Linked DNA regions of Mus musculus: region 1 is linked to region 2. A link is a contact called in public Hi-C data. All regions are on one chromosome and are shown on one strand. The core of a region is the stretch at or near the end of the contact, and the rest is flanking DNA. Distances in the headings are between cores, read along the strand shown. Region 1 overlaps Bahcc1 (BAH domain and coiled-coil containing 1). Region 2 overlaps Baiap2 (brain-specific angiogenesis inhibitor 1-associated protein 2).

Region 1 (3,387 bases), core at 774-3,273, 270 kb after region 2:
CTGCAGTCCTGCCTGTGATGAAGCTCCTTCTCAGCCTCCAGCCTTGCTTGCACTTGGTGCACTCCTGCACCTCCGAGGTACCTGTTGCCCTCAGACACCATGAAACAGTGGTCTCTGGAGCCCTGTTGGGACCTCCAGGCCTCTCCCGGGCTTTTCCCAGAATACAACTCACCTTGTCCAGACGTCTGAGGTCTGCTTTGCACTTTGGTCTTATAACTTGGAAGGTGGCCCTGGGTCCCCAACATCCCTGGCCTGGTCATTACTTGTGTTCCTTCGACTGTGCATCCCCCTTGGTGCAGGAAGGGTTAACCCCCCTCCCTGGCTGGCACGCGGGAGGTAATTGCAGTTGGCAGCGGGCACATAGAGCTCTCGCTCCTGGCACCAGGCACTGCTGTAACTCAATGACTGCTGCGCTCAGGCGTCGTGTTTACAGAGCGCAGTGGACCCACACACGGTGCACAGCCCGCCCGTGTTCTAGGCTGAGAGATTAGCACCCGGCACTGCTGGAAGCCTGAGAAACCTCTCTTTGTGCAACAAGAAGGGGCTGTTTTCCAAACAGGACAGGTGACAAGTGAGGGACAGTTGTTCGAGTAGTCTGGTCTTTGGGCTCTGCTCAGAGCACACATGTTGGGCAGGTGATAAGAAGCAGCTCTCTCCTGGGTGGAGGGTAGGCCAGCCGGGTCTTGAGAACCAAACCAGCAGAGTGGGGTCTTCATCCCAGACCCATCTGTGATGCTTTCTACCTCTGCCTTCTCAGCAGAGTCCTGGGTGGATACTGGGTCGGCAGAGCTGGGCCCTAGTAAGAGACTCCCTGGCCAGCTGTGGGTGGCCCCAGGCCCCGCAGGAAACACTTGCTCTCTATTCTCCGACCAGCCTTTTGTGTCTGCTGGGCATCTCCTAGCTGGTCACAGCATCTGGCTCCCGGGATGTTTGCAGGAAGGGATGAGGGTGGCCAAGCAGGAAGAACGGGCAATGGAGGCTTTTCAAGAAGAGCTGCATCCCCTGGACGGACCATAGGCGCACTGGGATACCCAGGCCACCTGACCTGACTTCTGTCCTCATAATCGGCAGTGGCCCGTCAGTGCCCAGGAATGTCTGTCCACCTCCTACTCAGTAGGCACACATGCCTGCTTCCTGTCCATCCTACCCCAGGAGACACCACCAGCAAGAAGGGCAGTTTGTGGGTGGCACCACCTGCCCTAGAGTCCAGTCCTGTTCCCTATTGGGCCACTCTTTCCAGAGGGTGAGTGGAGGCCTGCTGGTGACACCCATAACCATTTACTTCCCCTTGTGTCAACGGTTGTCTGGTAAAATTGCTTATGACCCACCCTAAGCGCCCTCAAACCTCAGACCCCACTTGAGGGCCAGCCTCTGCAGGTCCTGTTTCCAAGGCCAAGCCCCAAGGATGCCCACTTGGCTGGTGAAAGCCAGTATCCAGGCAGTGCGCTGCGGAGAGTTCTCGGCTCTGTCCCCCATCCTGACTCGAGGCCTGGCTGTGTCACAAGGAGAGAGCTTTTGTCTCTGAGACCAGCTCCAAGGGCAGCAGGAGTCTCTTTGCCCGCTGCTGGGCACCCACTGTGGCAGGTGCAAGACAAAGTTCCCAGAGTCAGGTAGGGGAGGGCCATCCCGGGTGCATGCAGGACAAGAGGCAGGATGTTCAGGGCTCCACCCCGCAGAGCACAGGGCCCACTGGGGGCTGGAGACAGGCATGTGGAGAAGCAGTGGTCCCAAAGTGGAAAGTGCACACTTGCAACCTTCCCAGTCCCACGAGAGTGGCGGCAAGTCCACATCTGTCTGGAGTCATATGACAGCGCATACCTCTCAGGCCTGAGCCTCAGGTTACCTCTTCACCATCAGCTCCTCCCAACCCTAGGGTGTCCCCCCTCCTCCCCGCAGGGGTTCCCCCGTCTTCTACGTCTGCAGCCTTACTCCCTGACAGGCCACATGGTGCAGCCTGCTCTGTGCGGTAGAGGCCAGGGCGGGCGGGGTAGGAGCGAGTGGCAGTCTGGCTGGCTGCCCTGGCAGCGTGCCTGGCTGCTAGTCTGACGGGGTGCCAGCTGGCTCCACGTGCTGGGGCCTGTTTCTCGGCCATGTGTGTACAGGAGGGTGGGGGGCAAGGCAGGCAGGGGGCACGCGACAGGGCCAAAGAATGGGGGCCATCAGCATGGGGGCTTCCTGGGCAATAGGCCAGGAGGCCCAGCTTTAGCCTTCTCCTGCTCCCTTAAACCCCCTCTAGAATGGAGAGAGGCAGGGACTCTCTCAGCTTAGCTTGCTTGCTGCTGCCTTCTGCTTGAGCCTAGGGCAGGTAGGCCAGGCAGAGAGGGCTGACAGGGAGTGGCTAACTTCATGTGGGAGTTAGCGGTAGGTGCTCTCCTACTCTTTGACGGGGACTCTCAGGCAGCCAGAACACCCTCTCCTCACCATCTGTAAGGCAGCTGTAGAGCGGGGGATCAGGCTTCCTGTGTGCCTGGAACAGCTGGGGGTTCAAGGGATGCACCCTAGTGTTGGAGGAGCCGCCCTGGAACATCTGGCCCAGAGCAGGATCTGCTTGTTGAGCCCCAGGCCTTCTGGCCCCTTAGCTCACCCAAGATGATGTGTCTTGCCAGAAACGGACAGCAGGGCTTTGGGGTAGGGTGGACAGCAGAACTAGCCTGGGGCAGAGGTGAGTGGCTAGATGCCAACCTGGCCTGAGTGGACGGGGCTGGGGTGTGGCATGGCACAGCTGGCCCTATTGTCAGTAAGGGCCCCCCCCATCCGCCCCCCTGCCTGCTTGGGACCACCCACAGGGCAATGAAAGAAGATGCTGTTGCTAGGGGCTTGGGGATGGATACAGGAGCTTGGAGCTGACTCAGCCCTGCTGGTCCGTGGTCTCTTATGCCACCTGGAGGGGGAGCCATGGGTACACGTGCCAGCACTGGCTGCCTGCCTAGCCAGCTTCTGTGAAAGCCACACCCACCCTGGTGGCCACTTCTCCATCCATGTCTGGCTGCATTCCAGTGAGACAGGAGCCACCACCAAGTGTACCCTGCTCCTCCAGACCCCACACACTCCTTCGTTTCTCCAGCTGCCTGTCTCCCTCAGTACCTTAGGAGGCTCCAAAACTTACCACAGGGGCAAGCAAGCAGGGGCTGGAACATGTCCATCCAGGAGACAGGTCCTATCCCACATCCACCCTCATGGGTGGCCCATCAGACTCCATCCCCTGGTACTGCCCCCTAGTGGCTGCGCGTACCCTAACGCTATTTCTTCAGACCCTGGATGTCGCTCCCATTCTTTTTTCTATTCCATTTAGTTTTCTTGAAACAGACTTGCCATGTAACTCTGGCTGGCTCAGGACTTGCTATGAAGACGAATCTGGTTTCTAAATTGCAATGATCCCTTGATCTC
Region 2 (3,083 bases), core at 38-2,537:
GAAGGTGCTGTTCTCAGGGCAAGGAGACCCAGGGGGCCTTGTGGCCTGGTTTATGCTGATGTCCTAGGTGACCGTTCCAAGTGGTGCCTCTTTTCTGAAGTCCCAAGATAACGAAATGATGCAGATTATCACTGGCACCTTCTCTCTCCTGTCACAGCACCTCGGCTCTGCTTGTAAGACTCTGCTGCTGAGCCCTTTTGCCTGTTGTTGTCCTTGAGAAGTCTCTGGAAAGGGCAGTGGCGCAAGGGTCCACCCTAGCCTTCAGAACCTTGACTGTTCCTTAGCTGGCCACCAAGCTGAGACGTACGTGTGTGTGTGTACGTGTGTGTGTGTGTGTGTGTGTGTGTGTCCGTGTGTCCATCCCTGTGCCAGAGGAACAGGAGTCATAGGAGGAACTCTACTCACAGCCTAGTTCAGCCCTGAAGACCAGAGAGCCCCAGCACCAGACAGTTGATGCCTGGGATGGAATGAGTGGGATCCAAGAGGCCAGTGCTAAGCCCTATATGGTGACTGGCAGGTGTGCTCCTCTCCTGGAGAATAGCCCACTCCTTCCTGACCCAGAGTATGTCTGGTCTCATCCCACCACTCTTCTCTAAAGCTTGGGAAGGAGCTCACACCCAGGCTGAGCCTCCTCCAAGACTCCCTGGAGTCCTCCCAGCACAGCTCCTGTGGGGGCAACAAGACTCGTGCCCCACCCCCTACTTCCCAGAGGACCCTGGAGTGCAGGGGAGGTTCAGGGAGCAGGAAGCCCTGGTAGGCGCATGTTGCATAACCGAAGGAAAAGTACTTGACGCTGTGGAGGAGAGAGAAGAGAGAAGAGGATCAGAGAGGGAGGAGGGAACGCGCCCCCCCCGCCCCCCCCCATCACAGCAGCAGAACCCACTGTCAGGCTGGAACACCACTCTCACCTGCTATTTTGACTTCTCTTGTTACAATAACTGTCTTGAGTCCCACCTGGCAGACCTTATGGCTGGGCCCTGCTGCCGCTTGAGAGGACCAAGACCTATTCTCAGGCCTTCTCAGACTGGTCCTGTCAGTGGGGAGGGCAGGAGTTTAGTGTGGGGCTGCAGGGCAGAAGCAGCAATCTGTGTAGGTTTGGTGGCAAGGGTGTGAGTATGGCAGGCCTTGACCTTGGAGAGATTGGTGCTGGCTGGTAGGCAGAGTTGGCACCGATAGCCTCGGTGGAGACCAGCCCCCACCCAGCTGGGCTTCCCCCTCTTCTGTCCCTCCAGCTGAGCCTTGTGTGGGGAGATGCTAAGGGAACAGCCTGCTCCAACCCCCTCTGCCGCCCACAGCTCAGCCGCCCACCCACGCTGAGTCAGAGCTCCGCCGAGGTGGCTGTGAGTCAGCTGTGAGCACCCTGGCAGCTCAGGCCTGCCCCCTGCTGGAAGACAGTCGCCTTAGGAAGCGCTTCTGCAACAGCTGCTCCAGGCTGGTGGGAGTTCAGCCTAAGAGGGGTGGGCGCAAGAGATGCACTAGAGAGGCGTCTGCGTATACCTGGGTGTAAATAGACCCTTCCTTGACACTTGGGCAGTTTGATTATCATAGTAAGGTTTAGCTATGAAACCAAGTTCCACACACATTCTTATAGCATAGCTCTGTCCAGTGGTTTCTGTTGGTGTGGATGGCTTCTATCTATTGATTGAGGCTTTCTTTCAAATTGTAAACTACATATAACTGATACAAGTCACTGCCACGGACCACCCCAGCCAAGTATGGGGGTCCCTAGGATGTGGGTTCTCTAGGCAGGTGGATAAGGATTCAGCAGTGACAAACAGAAACAAACACAGAGGCAGGAGCATTCTCTTAGGTTGGTTGGTTTTAAAATGGCAAGATCTCAGGGATTCTAGGTGAGCCTCATTCTCTATATCGCTGAGGAGACCCTCAGGAGTGCTGGGAATGCTGGTGTGCAGCACACACCTCTGTGCCAGGCTGAGGTGGAGCCCAGGGCATCTCCTGTGCTATGCAGGCGCCTACCACTGAGCTATACACTTCCAGTTGGAACGTCTGTCTTCATGGTATGTGTCAGCACATCCACCCATCCCCAAAATCCCTTTATCTTTACAGTTTGTGACTATCCCCACTAAATGTCAACTGCCAAATGTCACCTGATACCACCTTCTCCCTGGTCCCTGTGAAGTTGACATCCCTGGACTCTCTGAATTCCCCTACCCCTCTGTCTTGGCACATTCAGAATAGATAGTCAGGTCTGGAGGTTGCACTGGTCCTGGGCTTTTTGACAAGAACCTTCCTGGGTAGGTTATGTTTCCCCCAGGAAGCTCAAGAGTAGTTGGGACAAGACCGCTGTTGGTGGCCAGAGAAGTACCTGTGACCTCAGGGGCTTCAAAGGGATTGCGTCTTTAGATGGGGCTTGGGGAAAGCAGTGCTCTCAGAATCCTATGGAATCATTTGACCACATATCTCTCTTGAGCCCAGAGTATCTTGAGGATTGAGGGGGCTCCCAAGGCCACCCAGATTGGATGCCCAGGTGAAACCCAGATAACCCAGATGAAAAGGCGAGGGATAGGTCATTTTTCAGTTCATGCTCTATGGTGAAGACCCCTCACCAGGCACATGCTATCCCAGGGATAGTGATCCATATGTCTTTGATGAAGGCCTCTCTTCACCTGCATATGATATTCATGAAACAATCTAAGGCTTGCTCACCTGTTCCGCTCTCCACATCCTCAGTGGTGGGTGCCCATGCTCTCTCTCCAGCAGCAGGCTTCCCTGGGTCTCCTCAGTCAGTATCTCTTGAGACCATTCTATAGCTGCTGGAGCTACGACTCTGAGGCAAAAGAAACTGTAGGTGACAGGAGCCTCAGTAGAGCCAGGGCATGGGAGCGTACTGCAGGAGCCCCCCCCCCTCTTACGCTGACATTTCTATGCTTCATGGAGCTGAAGCCTGGAAGGGATGGCCTGCCACTGGTACCTTTCCTTCCCCTTCTCAGGAAGAAGTCCAAGGAATGCTGGGATTGATGGCACACGCTTGTAATGCCAGCATAACAGGCAGAGACAGGAAGATTACCTCATGCTCAGGGCATAACTAAGACTTATAGTTCAAAGCTAGCCTGCCTACATGG

Evidence for each region. A called contact is a pair of places that touch in the nucleus more often than the background predicts.
Region 1: a contact with region 2 is called in a Hi-C map of bone marrow-derived macrophages, with 2.3 times the contacts expected there. The contact joins two enhancer-like sites. A contact is called at or near these places in 1 of 39 promoter capture datasets (neural stem cells), 3 of 484 Hi-C or Micro-C datasets (bone marrow-derived macrophages and immediate neuronal precursor) and 1 of 115 datasets of contacts at active chromatin or transcription factors (pancreatic cancer cells).

Annotation. Positions count from the first base shown.
Region 1 is chr11:120,259,613-120,262,999 of GRCm38.p6, forward strand. The region is part of intron 3 of Bahcc1 (BAH domain and coiled-coil containing 1); the gene reads left to right. Among named protein-coding and RNA genes, the nearest start is that of Gm11772, 23 kb to the left of the region's middle. Within about 2 kb of position 2,024, at least 199 of the 459 cell types and tissues checked have an H3K27ac peak or open chromatin away from gene starts, as enhancers often do. A contact at or near this core is called in bone marrow-derived macrophages, neural stem cells and pancreatic cancer cells, where this site is marked.
Region 2 is chr11:119,990,149-119,993,231 of GRCm38.p6, forward strand. The region is part of intron 6 of Baiap2 (brain-specific angiogenesis inhibitor 1-associated protein 2); the gene reads left to right. Among named protein-coding and RNA genes, the nearest start is that of Mir3065, 23 kb to the right of the region's middle. Within about 2 kb of position 1,288, at least 154 of the 459 cell types and tissues checked have an H3K27ac peak or open chromatin away from gene starts, as enhancers often do. A contact at or near this core is called in bone marrow-derived macrophages, neural stem cells and pancreatic cancer cells, where this site is marked.